2 separate regions of the Pan troglodytes genome follow, and region 2 is linked to region 1. A link is a contact called in public HiChIP or PLAC-seq data. All regions are on one chromosome and are shown on one strand. Each heading gives the region's core, a stretch centred on a gene start, on an enhancer-like site or on the middle of the called end of the contact. The rest is flanking DNA. Distances are from core to core; before and after follow the strand shown.

What was found. HiChIP or PLAC-seq counts read pairs in DNA pulled down with a chosen protein or histone mark.
Region 2: an H3K4me3 HiChIP or PLAC-seq map of stem cell-derived excitatory neurons shows a contact between it and region 1, with 4 times the contacts expected there. The contact joins the promoter of FTL here to the promoter of HSD17B14 in region 1. A contact is called at or near these places in 1 of 7 Hi-C or Micro-C datasets (stem cell-derived neural progenitor cells) and 1 of 1 datasets of contacts at active chromatin or transcription factors (stem cell-derived excitatory neurons).

The regions. Positions count from the first base shown.
Region 1 is chr20:51,772,878-51,780,468 of NHGRI_mPanTro3-v2.0_pri, reverse strand. HSD17B14 (hydroxysteroid 17-beta dehydrogenase 14) reads left to right here and starts at 3,876. Exons shown (of 7, transcript XM_024351533.3): 1 at 3,876-4,300; 2 at 4,781-4,819; 3 at 6,119-6,201. The coding sequence starts at 4,213. It overlaps PLEKHA4 (pleckstrin homology domain containing A4), which reads left to right. Exons shown (of 18, transcript XM_063802045.1): 17 at 2,494-2,606; 18 at 3,072-3,531. The coding sequence ends at 2,577.
Region 2 is chr20:51,900,095-51,907,685 of NHGRI_mPanTro3-v2.0_pri, reverse strand. FTL (ferritin light chain) reads right to left here and starts at 3,183. Exons shown (of 4, transcript XM_063802058.1): 1 at 1,231-3,183; 2 at 924-1,070; 3 at 434-559; 4 at 1-257. The coding sequence starts at 1,332. The coding sequence ends at 105. It overlaps BAX (BCL2 associated X, apoptosis regulator), which reads right to left. Exons shown (of 6, transcript XM_063802057.1): 5 at 5,986-6,090; 6 at 5,100-5,366. The coding sequence ends at 5,262.

The DNA.
Region 1 (7,591 bases), core at 2,627-5,126:
GAAACCCCGTCTCTACTAAAAATACAAAATTAGCTGGGCATGGTAGCGCATGTCTGTAATCCCAGCTCCTTGGGAGGCTGAGGTAGGAGAATCGCTTGAACCCAGGAGGTGGAGGTTGTGGTGAGCTAAGATTTTGCCATTGCACTCCAGCTTGCGCAACAAGAGTGAAACTCTGTCTCAAAAAAAAAAAAAAAAAAAAAGATGTTTTCTTTTTTTTTCAGGGACAAGGTCGCCCAGGCTAGAGTGCAGTGGTGCGATCTCCACTCACTGCAACCTCTACCTCCTGGGTTCAAGTGATTTTCATGCCTCAGCCTCCCGAGTAGCTAGGACTACAGGGATATGCCACTACATCCAGCCAATTTTTGTATTTTTAGTAGAGACAGATTTTTACCACGTTGGCCAGGCTAGTGTCAAGCTCCTGAGCTCAAGTGATCCTCCTGCCTTGGAAGGAGGTGCTAAGAATATAGGTGTAAGCTACTGCACCTAACCTCCCCTTAGATTTTTTTTTTCCTTTTTTTGAGACAGAGTCTCCCTTTGTTGCCCATGAGGGAGTGTAGTGGTGGAATCTCGACTCACTGCGACCCCTGTCTCCCGGGTTCAAATGATTCTCCTGCCTTAGCCTCCCAAGTGGCTGGGATTACAGGCCCATGCCACCACACCCTGCTAATTTTTTTTTTTTTTTGTATTTTTAGTAGAGACGGGGTTTACACCATATTGACCAGGCTGTTCTTAAACTCCTGACCTCAAGTGATCTGCTCACCTCGGCCTCCCAAAGTGCTGGGATTACAGGTGCGAGCCACCAGACCCGGCCCCTTAGACTTTTATAGAAAGGATTTAGACAAGTCACAGGTGGTGGTGGTGGAGGTGGGATTTCTGAACTCATGTGCTGCTTTATAGGAACACAGGTAAAGTTAAACATTGTCAGTCACTGGGTGCTATGGCTCACCCCTGTAATACCAGTACTTTGGGAGGCCGAGGCAGGAGTAAGAGACCAGCCTGGGCAACATAGCAAGACCTTGTCTCTACTAAAAATAAAAATAAAAATAATTAGCCAGGCATGGTGGTGCGAGCCTGTAGTTCTATTTACTCAGGAGGCTGAAGCAGGATTAGTCCAAGCCTGGGAAGTCGAGACTACAGTGAGTTATGATCACACCACTGTACTCCATCCTTTCTAAAAAATGAATAAATAAAATAAATTAATTTTTAAAAATTCAGTGCCTACAGAAGCATAGGAAAAACAAAACAAAACATTGCCAGTGTTTTTGGGCAATTTCATTCTCTTTTGGAGCCCCCTTCACTTCACCCTCAAAATGAGAACGTGGGGCTTCCAGGTGAGGAGTTCTAATGCCCCAATTCCTTTCCAGCCTGTCGTAGGACACTCGGGAGCCCAGAAATGGCTCAGAAGCTCTGGGTCCTGGAGTAGGTAAGGAACTGGAGGGCGTATCAAGGGAGCAGGAAAAAAAAATTTGCAAAAGCAAAGGGGAGTAGCATTATTATTAAAGTCTCCTGAATATGGAACTACAAATCGCAACCCTTCTAGAGATGCTTAAGTTCCCGGGGCATCTGCAACAAAACCAGAAAGCCCTAGATCCGTAGTGATATCTTTAGTTCCCCAAATTCCCTTGGTCAATAGCAGATCCTACTTCTGCATCAAGGAAATTGGGTGATAGTGACGCGCGAATGGACTACAAATCCCATAATGCATGTGGGCGGTATGAGGGCGGTGCCATGTTTAACATCTTTTAGAGACACGTGCTAGGAACTACAACTCCCAGAAAGGCACGTGCGGTACCCGGGTCCCCACTGTGCCAGCTGTTTATTTTTTATTTTTATTTTTATTTTTTACTTTTTTTTTTTTTTTGAGACGGAGTCTTGCTCTGTCTCCCAGGCTGGAGTGCAATGGCGTGATCTCAGTTCACTGCAACCTCTGCCTTCTGGGTTCAAATGATTCTCCTTCCTCAGCCTCCCTAGTAGCTGGAATTACAGGCACCCACCACCATGCCTGGCTAACTTTTTTGTATTTTTTGGTAGAGACTGGGTTTCACCATGTTGGCCAGGGTGGTCTCGAACTCCTGACCTCAAGTGATCTGCCCGCCTCGGCCTCCCAAGGTGCTGGGATTACAGGGATAAGCTGTCGCACCTGGCCTGCTTTTTTTTTTTTTAATTTTTCATTTTTGTTGGTACATACTAGGTATACATATATTTACGAGATAATTGAGATGTTTTGATACAGGCAGGCAATGTGAAATAAGCACATCATCGGGAATAGGGTATCCATCCCCTTTCAAGGATTTACCCTTTGATGTATAAACAATCTAGTTACACCCTTTAATTTATTTTAAAATGTACAATTAAATTATTATTGACTATAGTCATTCTGTTGTGCTATCTAATAGTAGGTCTTATTCATCCTTTTCTTTTTGTACCAATTAACCATCCCCCACCTCTCCCCCATGTACACACCCCCACCCCCAATCTTCTTTTTTTTTCTAGTCCAAGGAACACCACCCCTTACTTGCCGACTTCCGAAGGTCACCGGGAGCGGGTTCTCAGCCTCTCCCAAGCCCTGGCTACTGAGGCGTCGCAGTGGCACAGAATGATGACAGGTGACTGGCTGGGGATGTTGGACTTCTGGGTTTTAGGGAGGAGAGAGCTGGAGACCTGGAATCCCAGGTCCTGGAGAGGAGGGGTCTGGGGGCCGGTGGGAATTTTTTGTCTTGGTGAGTAAAGAGTTGGGCAGGGTTTGGGAGTTTTAGGTCTCAGGCAAGAGGTGACTGGGGTCCGGGACACTTGGGAGGAGGGGAGGAAGAGGTCAGGGGGCGGGGAGAGGGCCGACAACTGAGTCTCAAAGAGGACTGGACTGGGGTATCCAGACTCCTGGGTCTGAGGGAGGAGGGGCTGGGGGCCTGGACTCCTGGGTCTGAGGGAGGAGGGGCTGGGGGCCTGGACTCCTGGGTCTGAGGGAGGAGGGGCTGGGAATCCGGAGTCCTGGGTCTGAGGGAGGAGGGGCTGGGAATCCGGAGTCCTAGCGCTGAGGTTTGCCATTCTCATGTCCCACTCATCCTCTCCAGGTGGAAATTTGGACTCCCAGGGAGACCCTCTTCCCGGTGTGCCGCTGCCTCCTTCGGACCCCACGTGCCAGGAGACCCCTCCCCCCAGATCTCCCCCGGTGGCTAATTCGGGTTCCACGGGGTTCTCTCGCCGAGGGAGTGGGCGTGGAGGAGGTCCCACCCCCTGGGGGCCCGCGTGGGATGCCGGGATCGCCCCTCCGGTCCTGCCACAAGACGAGGGGGCATGGCCTCTGCGAGTCACTCTGCTACAGTCCAGCTTCTAATCCGCCCAAAAGCGGCAGCCAATCGGAGCGCGAGGACGTGGTCTGGAGGTACCGCCGGAGATCTGGGACCACTCAGGGCATCAGGGGGCGTGGTCTGGTCCCCATTGCGGGCCCGGGAGGGGAATGGTTTCTATGGCCAAAGTTTGGTTTTCTCAACACTGTCTAAATTTGGATTAAAACTTTGAACTTTTAGTCAATAGCTTTGTTTCTGTCTGTTTGGGGTTGTGGCACTGGGGTCTCTGAGGGGCAGAGCTGGAGTCGTGGACTCCTGGGTCCTGAGAGAGGAAGGGACAGGGGGCTTGGACTTATAGGTCTCTGGGAAGAAGGGATAGAGAACCTGATCCCGCGGTCTGAGAGTGGAGGGGGCTGGGCCAGGATTCCCGGGTCTGAGGGAGGAGGGGCTGGGACCCTGACTCCTGGGTCTGAGGGAGGAGGGGCTGGGAGGCTGGACTCCCGAGTCTGAGGGAGGAGGGGCTGGGAGGCTGGACTCCCGGGTCTGAGGGAGGAGGGGCTGGGAGGCTGGACTCCCGGGTCTGAGGGAGGAGGGGCTGGGAGGCTGGACTCCCGAGTCTGAGGGAGGAGGGGCTGGGGGCCTGGACTCCCGAGTCTGAGGGAGGAGGGACTGGGGCTTCTGGATTCCCGGGTCTGTGGGAGGAGGGACTGGGGCTCCTGGATTCCTGGGTCTGTGAGAAGAGAGGAGTGTCTGAGGGAGGAGGGGCTGGGGACAAACTTCCAGGTCTCTAGCCTTCCTGGCAACGCCCCCCGAGGCCGGACTTCCAGGATCCAGCCTCTATTGAGGATTTGATGCGACGGCCTCACGGGGCTTTGGAGGTGAAAGAGGCCCAGAGTAGAGAGAGAGAGAGACCGACGTACACGGGATGGCTACGGGAACGCGCTATGCCGGGAAGGTGGTGGTCGTGACCGGGGGCGGGCGCGGCATCGGAGCTGGGATCGTGCGCGCCTTCGGTGAGCCGGGTCTGACTGCTGGGAGCTGTGGAGTGTGAGAAAGGAAGGATGGGGGCGGGGTGATGGGGGCGGAAAATAGGGACTCCAGTACTGCAGCCAGGATTCTGATATTATAAAAGCCAATTTGCCGGCTAAAGTAAGCGTGTGGCGCTGTAGGCTAGGGCTGAGTCTGACAGGGTCTCCGAAGGCAGTGGCCCCTTTCTCTGGGTCTGTTGGTGTAGCTACAAAACCAGTGGTTTGAGGAATGGCTCTGTCAGTCGTGGAGTTTGCTCTGGAAGCCACGAACGGGGGTTCAGGAGCCTCAGCAGAAACAAGGCAAGGAGAGTATGTGTCAAGGCGTCTGCCCTCTGTCCTATGGGTGATCATGAGACTGGGGTCACGAGGGGAGAGGGAGATCAGCCCCAATCCAGGTGGCCACAAGAGGGCGGCAGAGGCTTTAACCAAGGCTCGGAGAGTAACCTGTTCCCTTCCTATTCTCAGTGGACAGCGGGGCCCGAGTGGTTATCTGCGACAAGGATGGTGAGTGACGGTCCCTCAGCCCTCACCCTGGCCCTTCCTCCCTCAGACCCAGAGGTCCAGACCCCCAGCACCTCCTCCCTCAGACCCCGGAGTCCAGGCCCCCAGGCCCTACTTCCTCAGACCCAGGAGTCCAGACCTCAGCCCCTCCTCCCTCAGACCTAGGAGTCCAGGCCCCCAGCCCCTCTGCCCTCAGACCCAGGAGTCCAGGTCCCCAGCCCCTCCTCCCTCAGACCCAGAAGTCCAGGCTCCGGCACCTCCTCCCTCAGACCCAGGAATCCAAGTCCCCAACCCCTCCTCCTTCAGACCCAGGGGTCCAGGCTCCCAGCCCCTCTTCCCTCAGACCCAGGAGTCCAGGCTCTGGCACCTCCTCCCTCAGACCCAGGAGTCCAGGCCCCCAGGCCCTACTTTCTCAGACCCAGGAGTCCAGACCTCAGCCCCTCCTCCCTCAGACCCAGGAGTCCAGGCTCCCAGCCCCTCCTCCCTCAGACCCAGGAGTCCAGGCCCCCAGCACCTCCTCCCTCAGACCCAGGAGTCCAGGCCCCCAGCCCCTCCTCCCTCAGACCCAGGAGTCCAGGCCCCCAGCACCTCCTCCCTCAGACCCAGGAGTCCAGGCCCCCAGCCCCTCCTCCCTCAGACCCAGGAGTCCAGACTCCCAGCACCTCCTCCCTCAGACTCAGGAGTCCAGGCCCCCAGCGCCTCCTCCCTCAGACCCAGGAATCAAGTCCCCAACCCCTCCTCCCTCAGACCCAGGGGTCCAGGCCCCCAGCCCCTCCTCCCTCAGACCCAGGAGTCCAGGCTCCCAGCCCTTCCTCCCTCAGACCCAGGAGTCCAGGCCCCCAGCCCCTCCTCCCTCAGACCCAGGAGTCCAGGCTCCCAGCCCTTCCTCCCTCAGACCCAGGAGTCCAGGCCCCCAGGCCCTACTTCCTTGGACCCAGGAGTCCAGACCTCAGCCCCTCCTCCCTCAGACACAGGAGTCCAGGCCCCCAGCCCCTCCTCCCTCAGACCCAGGAGTCCAGGCTCCCAGCCCCTCCTCCCTCAGACCCAGGAGTCCAGGCTCCCAGCCCCTCCTCCCTCAGACCCAGGAGTCCAGGCTCCCAGCCCTTCCTCCCTCAGACCCAGGAGTCCAGGCCCCCAGGCCCTACTTCCTCAGACCCAGGAGTCCAGACCTCAGCCCCTCCTCCCTCAGACCCAGGAGTCCAGGCCCCCAGCACCTCCTCCCTCAGACCCAGGAATCCAAGTCCCCAACCCCTCCTCCCTCAGACCCAGGGGTCCAGGCTCCCAGCTCTTCTCTCCCTGCAGAGTCTGGGGGCCGGGCCCTGGAGCAGGAGCTCCCTGGAGCTGTCTTTATCCTCTGTGATGTGACTCAGGAAGATGATGTGAAGGTAAGCCGAGTTCCTGTTCCTACCCCCATCTCCGCTAATGACCAGTTCTTTGTTCTCCTCCAGCCATTTGCATATGCCTTTCCCTCTACTTTTCCTTCCTCTCCTGGCTCCGCTGGACTCGTCAAAGGTTTCCACCCAGTGTCACTCCACACACAAGGTCTTCTGTGACTGATGGGCAGGTCACATGTTCCTTCTGTCACACCTCTCCAAGGCTCTTAGCACATTTAACATGTGGATGGAAATGAATAAGTCCCTCAAAGTGGGTCAACTGGAACTGATTTTTCTGTCTCTTTTTTTTGTAAGTGTCACTGAGGCTGGAGTGCAGTGGTGTGATCTCGGCTCACTGCAACCTCAGCCTACCGGGTTCAAGCCATTCTCCTATCTCAGCCTCCCGAGTAGCTGGGATTACAGGTGTGCGCCACCATGCCCGGCTAATTTTTTTTTTTTTTTAAGAGAGTTTTGCTCCTGTTGCCCAGGCTGGAGTGCAATGGTGTGATCTCGGCTCACCGCAACCTCTGCCTCCCAGCTTCAAGTGATTCTCCTCTCTCAGCCTCCCGAGTAGCTGAGATTTCAGGCATGTGCCACCACACCTGGCTAATTTTGTATTTTTAGTAGAGACGGTGTTTCTCCATGTTGGTCAGGCTGGTCTCGAACTCCCAACCTCAGGTGATCCGCCCGCCTCAGCCTCCCAAAGTGCTGGGATTACAAGCATGAGCCACCGTGTCTGGCTAATTTTTGTAGTTTTAGTAGAGACAGGGTTTCACCATGTTGGCCAGGCTGGTCTTGAACTCCTGACCTCAGGTGATCCGCCCACCTCAGCCTCCCAAAGTGTTGGGATTACAGGTGTGAGCCACTGCACGTGGCCTGTAACTGATTTTTTCTCCATTATTTCTGGGTTCCTATTTCTTCCTTTTAATCAGTATCTCTCTGTTATCTGCCCCCCTTGGGCAACTGTCCCCTACGCTCTCTCTGAATCCTTGTCACCCCCCTGCCCCACCCCCTGACCCTGGGTGTGACGACTGCAGTGTGGCTCTGACCAGCCCCCTGTCTCCTTCCTGTCTCCTGCTTGCCTGCTGTGTCTGCTGATCTCGGAGTCCCCTCTTCCTCTAGCTCTTGTCCCCTGACCTGGGAGTTCAGCTTCCCCCTCCTGCCTTGCATTTGGGAGCCCTGTCTTCTTTATGGCTGGACACCCCATCTACTGCTCATTCAAAGGACATTTCCTGGGCTGGGCGTGGTACCTGTAATTCCAGCACTTTGGGAGGCTGAGGAGGGTGGATCACTTGAGCTCAGGAGTTTGAGACCAGCCTGGCCAACATAGTGAATCCCTGTCTCTACTAAAAAGTACAAAAATTAGCCGGGCATGGTGGCAGTCGCCTGTAATCCCAGCTAC
Region 2 (7,591 bases), core at 1,934-4,433, 130 kb before region 1:
GTTAGGATAGTTAAGAAAGCTGCCTATTGGCTGGAGGGAGAGGCTTAGGCAGAAGCCCTATTACTTTGCAAGGGGCCCTTCAGAAGTCGCTGGGCTCAGAAGGCTTAGTCGTGCTTGAGAGTGAGCCTTTCGAAGAGATACTCGCCCAGCCCAGCCTCCGGGCCACCCAGCCTGTGGAGGTTGGTCAGGTGGTCACCCATCTTCTTGATAAGCTTCACTTCCTCATCTAGGAAGTGAGTCTCCAGGAAGTCACAGAGCTGAGAGAGAAGAGGGAGAAATTAGAAACCCAATCCCTGGAAAAGAGGGAGAGAGAGCAGCCAGTTGCAGATTAAAATGTGACAGGTGTGAAATGAGGCTCTGAAGGAAATTTGCCCAAAGGGAGCAGAGGCTTGAGGGGTATGGTTGGGTAGCCATGGATGCAGCGGGTACGTACATGGGGGTCCGTGTGGGCAGAACCCAGGGCATGAAGATCCAAAAGGGCCTGGTTCAGCTTTTTCTCCAGGGCCATGGCAGCTTTCATGGCGTCTGGGGTTTTACCCCACTCATCTTCAGCTGGCTTCTATACAGAAGGGAGAAATGGCTCAGAATACGCACACTCGGCACATAGAACTAAAACTACATTTCCCAAGAGTCGTTGGGGGTCAGAGGCCCAGGCCACAAAGACATGTGACAGCTTGTATTTATCACTCTCCGCACCCTGTCCTAGCTCTTACAGCTATACGTCCCTAAGACCATGCAGCGGTGTGGACTGCCGCGTCTTGTGGGCACTGCACGAGGTGCGCCTCTATTTCCAGCGGTTAAGAGGGCTCACAAGACCGAACTCAATCTCCCAGAAGCCCACGCGACACCTAAGCCCTCAAATCAAGGCTCCTCGCGCGCACGGCCTGCTGGGAGATGTAGTCCATTACCCACACACTAGTTACCTTGATGTCCTGGAAGAGAGCGCGGCCGCCACGCTGGTTTTGCATCTTCAGGAGACGCTCGTAGCCCTCGCGCTTCTCCTCGGCCAATTCGCGGAAGAAGTGGCTCACGCCTTCCAGAGCCACATCATCGCGGTCGAAATAGAAGCCCTACGGGAAGAGATGGAGGCAACAATGGTTAGCGGGGGGCGAGGCCAAGGGGACTCCGCCCTCTGTTTACCCGACCGCACAAAGAAGGCTGGCGCGTGCAGTGAGGGCCGGAGGTGCGCAGCTGGACGAAATTAGGGCCAGGGGCGTCCTGGGGACTCACCAGAGAGAGGTAGGTGTAGGAGGCCTGCAGGTACAAATTGACCAGGCTGTTGACGGCTGCCTCCACGTCGGTGGAATAATTCTGACGAATCTGGGAGCTCATGGTTGGTTGGCAAGAAGGAGCTAACCACAAAAACGGTGCTGGCAGGTCCCAGAAGCAGGAGATGGCCGAGAAGATGGTCCCGGAGGTTGCAAGTGGAGAGGAAATCGGAGGGCGGTCGGAGGCTGGAAGAGAGTCCCCGGATCTGTTCCGTCCAAACACTGTTGAAGCAAGAGACAGACCCGCGGGACCGCCGAACTGCGAGGGGACGTGGCTAGGGCGGCTTCTTTTATAGTGCGCTGGCCCTCGGAGGCAGGGCGCTCGGGGAGGGCTAGCGGCCAATCTGCGGTGGCAGGAGGCGGGGCCGAAGGCCGTGCCTGACCAATCCGGAGCACATAGGAGTCTCAGCCCCCCGCCCCAAAGCAAGGGGAAGTCACGCGCCTGTAGCGCCAGCGTGTTGTGAAATGGGGGCTTGGGGGGCTTGGGGGGGTTGGGGCCCTGGGGCTGATTCTGGAAATGCAGGGGTTCGTGGGCGGGAGGGTGGGGGCTGGGGTCCCTCTGGGAGGCTAGAGTTTTATGGGAGCACTAACAGCCCTGTGAACTGATGACCCTGGGGTCCTGGGGGTGCCTCCGGAAAGTAAGATTCTGGGGTTTCCGAGGGCATGGATTTTTCTGGAACCTTGAGTGGGGGGAGGGGCACCTCAAAGGTGCAGGGAGGACCTGTAGTTGCCTGAGGTTTGCGCTGCAAGATAAGGAGTCTCCGGATCCTTGGGAAGCTTGGAAGGCTGTGAGGTGTTATTTCTGGACCCCTGGAGATCTCTGGAAGATGGAGTGTTGCGGGGACTGGAGTCCTGGGATTTACAGAGGTGGGGGTTCACGATGCAAACTCTCTATATTTTGGAGCCCTCCCCGGGGAAATCTTTAGGTTCTTGAGGTGCTCTGCAAGTTGGAAAGGGCAGTTATTCTGGAGCCGTGGGTTTCACCCAGTGCGGGAAGCCCAGGGGGAGCATTGTATGAGGTAGGGTGACTTCTGGAACCCTGGACAGCCCTCTGGAACCCTCCAAAGATGGGCTGGGACTTTGGGGATACCTTGGAGCTCTTTCAGGGGCCCAGGCTTTTTCTGGGAGTGGAAATGGGGAGGAATGAAAAGTGTGTTTTGAGCTTTGCGGTGTCTCTGGGATTGCATTTCCTGGAGGCTGTTTTGGAGGCAACTCACAGACTTCGAGAATTCTCCGTGGCCCTGAACAGTGTCTCTGAAGTTGCCCTCGTGTCTTGCCTGACGTGTGCTCTTTCAGGCCCACAAAGAGAAGCCCTGCGTTGTGGACAAACAGTCTGGGGACCTATGGACGAGACGTCTGTCTTCGACTAATGCATATTTTTTAAGTGGGCCTGGTCCACGTTGATTTCTGGGAGACGGAGTCGGCGCAAACCTTGACTCTACTTAAGTGCCCTGATGGAGGCAGCCCGTGCGCTGGGCAGGGAGCTGAAGCCACTGGGGTGTGGGGTGAGGTCAGGCCCTGCCCTACAGAGGAGCTGCTTCGAACAGCCCAGGCGGGGCAGCCCCTGACCGAGGGGATCTGCAGATGCCCCGCCAGGCCGGTATCTGGGGTCCTTGTTGCAGGCAGCGACTGCTGAGTCATGCTGAGCTCAGCGCGGGAAGGGGCCCCCGCGGGGACGGATGGGGGTGGGGCCACTCGCTGACCTCATCCCCTTGGCACTCCCCGACTTTTTTGGTGGGACCCTCAGAACTAGACCTGGCTCAGACCCAAATCGGGCCCCCTACCCCAAGGTCCCCCCTTGTTGGAAGCCGGCTGTGTGCTTTGTCTCCGTGTCTTTTTGGTTCCCATAATTTTTTTTTTTCTGGGATCCTGCCTGTGGCCATATTGTCCCCTCACTCTGGGTGGTGGCTCAGTGTACACTCATTGATCCTCTGCCCCTCTCTCTCCCCTGACTTGGGGTCTCTGGGAAGAGTCCATGGAGGAGGGGCAGCCATCCAAAGCACCCCGTTGACTGTGGGGCCCGAGTTACTCATTTACCAAATGTCATACCTCAGCCCAGAGACCTTTGGTCGGCCGAGAGGGGCCTTGGGGCCCATAGGTGGAGGGAGAGGAGGGGCTGAGAGAGACAGGATCTGAAGACCATAGAGAATGTGGGGTGGGGAGACAGAGGCCCAGAGAAAAAGAGACTCAGACAGAGACCCTGAGAGAGAGGGGGACAGAGACCTGGGCAGGGGGACAGAGACCCAGAGAGAGGGAAAAACAGACCCGGAGACAGAGGGGTACAGAGACCCTGAGAGAGAGGGGAGGGGGACAGACCTAGAGAGAGGGGGACAGAGACCCAGAGGGAGGGGAAAAGAGACCCAGAGGGGGGGGGGGGGGACAGAGGTGGGGGGGGACAGAGGCAGGGAGGTACAGAGACACGGGGGTGGGGGGGATAGAGACTCAGAGGGATCCGGCGGGAGGGGACAGAAATCCAGAGTGGGGGACAGATATCCAGAGAGAGGTGGGGACAGAGATCCAGAGAAGGGGGGACAGAGACCCAGAGAGAGGGGGGACAGGGACTCAGAGAGAAGGGGACAGAGACTAGGGAGGACTGAGACCTGGGGTTGGGGGGACAGGGACCCGGGGGCGGGGGACAGGGACCCGGGGGCGGGGGACAGAGACCGGGGAGAGGGAAAGAGACCCAGAGAGAGGGGAGGTACAGAGACCCAAGAGAGAGTGACAGCCAGAGAGAGGACAGAGACCCAGAGAGAGGGGGACAGAAACTCAGGGTGGGGGGACAGACCCAGAGAGAGATGGGGGGCCAGAGATCCAGAGCGGGGGACAGAGACCCAGAGAGAGGGGGCCAGAGGTCTGGGTGCCAGGGGTGGAAAGAGGCCCAGAGAAAGAGGGCCAAAGGTGGGGTGGGAACAGAGGCTCGGAAAGCAAAGACCCAGAGAGAGAGTGGGGACAGAGACCCAGAGATGGGAGGGGGTAAAGACCCAGAGGGGGGCGCCAGAGACCCTGTGACTGAGAACCCACATCCTCTAGCCCCCTTGTCTTCGCTCCGCCTGTGTCTAAGGTCACTGGGCCTCTGAGCTCAGCACCTTCTTCCGGCAGTTCCTCTCCAGGGGGGCCCCACCCAGCTGTGGGGCCAGACCAGGTTCCTCCTCCTCTGCCCTGCCCTCCAGCCTCTCAGTCCCCAGCCAGGTCCCTTCCTCTCTGTCCTCAGCCCAGCTCAGGAGGCCTCTCCCGTGGGCCCTCGCCCTGGTGTCCTCAGCCTGCCACCCTCCAGCGACCTCACCACCAGGCTCCAGAGCCCTTCCTGCTCCTCTGGTCCTCCCATCCCTCCTCCCCCCACTCCCATTCTCCAGTTCAGTAAAGGTATGGCCTCCTGAGGTCCCACGTGTGACATGCCAGGCTGTGGTCCCCGGGCCCCGGAGGCTTGCTCTGCAGCCGGCCGTGCTGTTCTTCCCCTACCCACACGCCTGCTTGGGCCTCACAGGCCGCTGCCTCTGTCCCGCACAGATCATCCTGGGCTGCGACAGATGTACCACCTATCACCCTCCTTTCCCGTGAGCTCCCTTTTCCTTTCCCGTGAGCTCCCTTCTTTTCCTTTCCCGTGAGCTCCTGCAGGTCAGGCCCAGGACCAACTCATCCCTAACCCACAGACCCCATAGGGCACCCCAGAAAAAGATGTCAAGTGAGTGCAGAGAGCCCCACGTCCCTGAGTGGCCCAAGCAGGTATCTCTAGGCCAGCAGACGGCGGGCCCGGCGTGGGGCAGCGGACAGGGCCGGCTCTCCTGACGTGCCGGGGAGCGGGGCAGAGGCCCAGTGACTCAGATGCCGAAGTGTGTCCCGAAGGAGGTTTATTACCCCCTCAAGACCACTCTTCCCCACCCCCCCCAATAATTACAAAAGTAAGAAAAATGCCCATGTCCCCCAATCCCCACCCCTCCCAGAAAAATGCCATAATTTATGGAGGAAAAACACAGTCCAAGGCAGCTGGGGGCCTCAGCCCATCTTCTTCCAGATGGTGAGTGAGGCGGTGAGCACTCCCGCCACAAAGATGGTCACGGTCTGCCACGTGGGCGTCCCAAAGTAGGAGAGGAGGCCGTCCTGGAGACAGGGACATCAGTCGCTTCAGTGACTCGGCCAGGGGCAGCCCCTGGGCAGGCAGAGGCGGGATCAGGGACGGAGGAGGCCAGAAGGCAGGATTGCGGGCAGGGGACTGAGATGAATGGGCATTAAAGAGCTGGACTCAGGCCAGGCATGGTGGCTCACACCTGTAATCCCAGCACTTTGAGAGGCTGAGGCGGGAGGATCGCTTGAGGCCAGGAGTTCGAGACCAACCTGGGCAACATAGCGAGACCCCTTCTCAGTGGGAAAAAAAAAAAAAAAGGAAAGAGCTAGGGTCAGAGGGTCATCAATGAACTTGAGCAATTCCAGAGGCAGTGGAGGCTCCAGGGAGGGCAGAAGGCACTAATCAAGTCAAGGTCACAGTGAGGTCAGGGGTCACTGGGAGGTCAGCAGGGTAGATGAATCGGGGATTGATCAGACATGTAAGGAAAACGCATTATAGACCACATCTGATGATCTGAAGATGGGGAGAGGGCACCACTGTGACCTGCTCCAGAAGGCCCAGGGTCCCAGAGGAGTGGCGGGGGGGCAGGGACGGTGGGGCAGGGGCAGTGGTGAGGGCGCGGTGGTGGGGGTGAGGAGGCTTGAGGAGTCTCACCCAACCACCCTGGTCTTGGATCCAGCCCAACAGCCGCTCCCGGAGGAAGTCCAATGTCCAGCCCATGATGGTTCTGATCAGTTCCGGCACCTTGGTGCACAGGGCCTGTGGGGAGTGGAGTGGGCGTTAGGGACTGAACCTTGTCCCCACTGCCTGGAGATAGTGGCCCCAAACCTCCTTTCTCAATTCTTTGCCTCCCCTCAAAGATTTCTGCCACCCACAATTGAAGTCGGCTTCAAAAATTGTAAACATGGCCAGGTGCGGCGGCTCATGCCTGTAATCCCAGCATTTTGGGAGGCCAAGGCAGGCGGATCACTTGAGGTCGGGAGTTCAAGACCAGCCTGACCAATACAGAGTAATGCCATCTCTACTAAAAATACAAAATTAGCCGGGCGTGGTGGCACATGCCTGTAATCCCAGCTACTTGGGAGTCTGAGGCAGGAGAATTGCTTGAACCCGGGAGGCGGAGGTTGCAGTGAGCCGAGGTTGCGCCATTGCACTCCAGCCTGGGCAACAAGAGCAAAACTCCATCTCAAAATAAATAAATACAAAAATTAGCTGGGTGTGGTGGCAGGCACCTGTAATCCCAGCTCCTTGGGATGCTGAGGCAGGTGAATCGCTTGAACCCAGGAGGCAGAGGTTGCAGTGAGCCCAGATCACGCCATTTCACGCCAGCCTGGACAACAGAGCAAGAATCCGTCTCAAAAAATAAATAAATAAAAAAAATAAAATTGTAAACAAGATAATGTTACTCTCAACTGCCCCACCCCTGAGCCTTCTGTGGCTCCCCAGTACCCTCAGGATGAAGACCCGAAGGCACAGCGCAGCCCACAAGCCCTGTGTGCAGGCTTTGGCCTGACCTCACTCCACCTTTCCACTTCCTGTTTTGTGCCTCGCTGAGCTGCTTCCATTTTTTTTTTTTTTTTTTTTTTAAGATGGAGTCTTGCTCTGACACCCAGGATGGAGTGCAGTGGCGCAATCTCGGCTCACTGAAAGCTCTGCCTTCCGGGTTCAAGCAATTCTCCTGCCTCAGCCTCCCAAAGGGCTGGGATTACAGGTGCCTGCCAACATGCCTGGCTAATTTTTTTTTTTTTTTTTTTTTGAGATGGAGTTTTGATCTTGTTGCCCAGGCTGGAGTACAATAGCGCAGTCTCGGCTCATTGCAACCTCCGCCTCCCAGATTTAAGTGATCCTCCTGCCTGAGCCTCCTAAGCAGCTGGTATTACAGGCATCCGCCACCACACCGGGCTATTTTTTTTTTTTTTTGAATTTTTAGTGCAGACAAGGTTTCACCATGTTGGTCAGGCTGGTCTCAAACTCCTGGCCTTAGGTGATCCGCATGCCTCAGCCTCCCAAAGTGCCAGGATTACAGGTGTGAGCCACCATGCCCAGCCCCATTTTTTTTTTTTTTTTAACTTTTTAAATTCCCATCAAATTCTTCCTGCCTCGGGACTTCTTCATGTACTCCTGTTTCCGCCTAAACAGGCCTCGACCAAGCAAATTCTTACCCTTCAGCTCTCAGGGCAAATGTCACTTCCCCAGAGAGGACTTTTCTTTCTTTTTTTTTTTTTTTTGAGACGGAGTCTCACTCTGTCGCTCCAGGCTG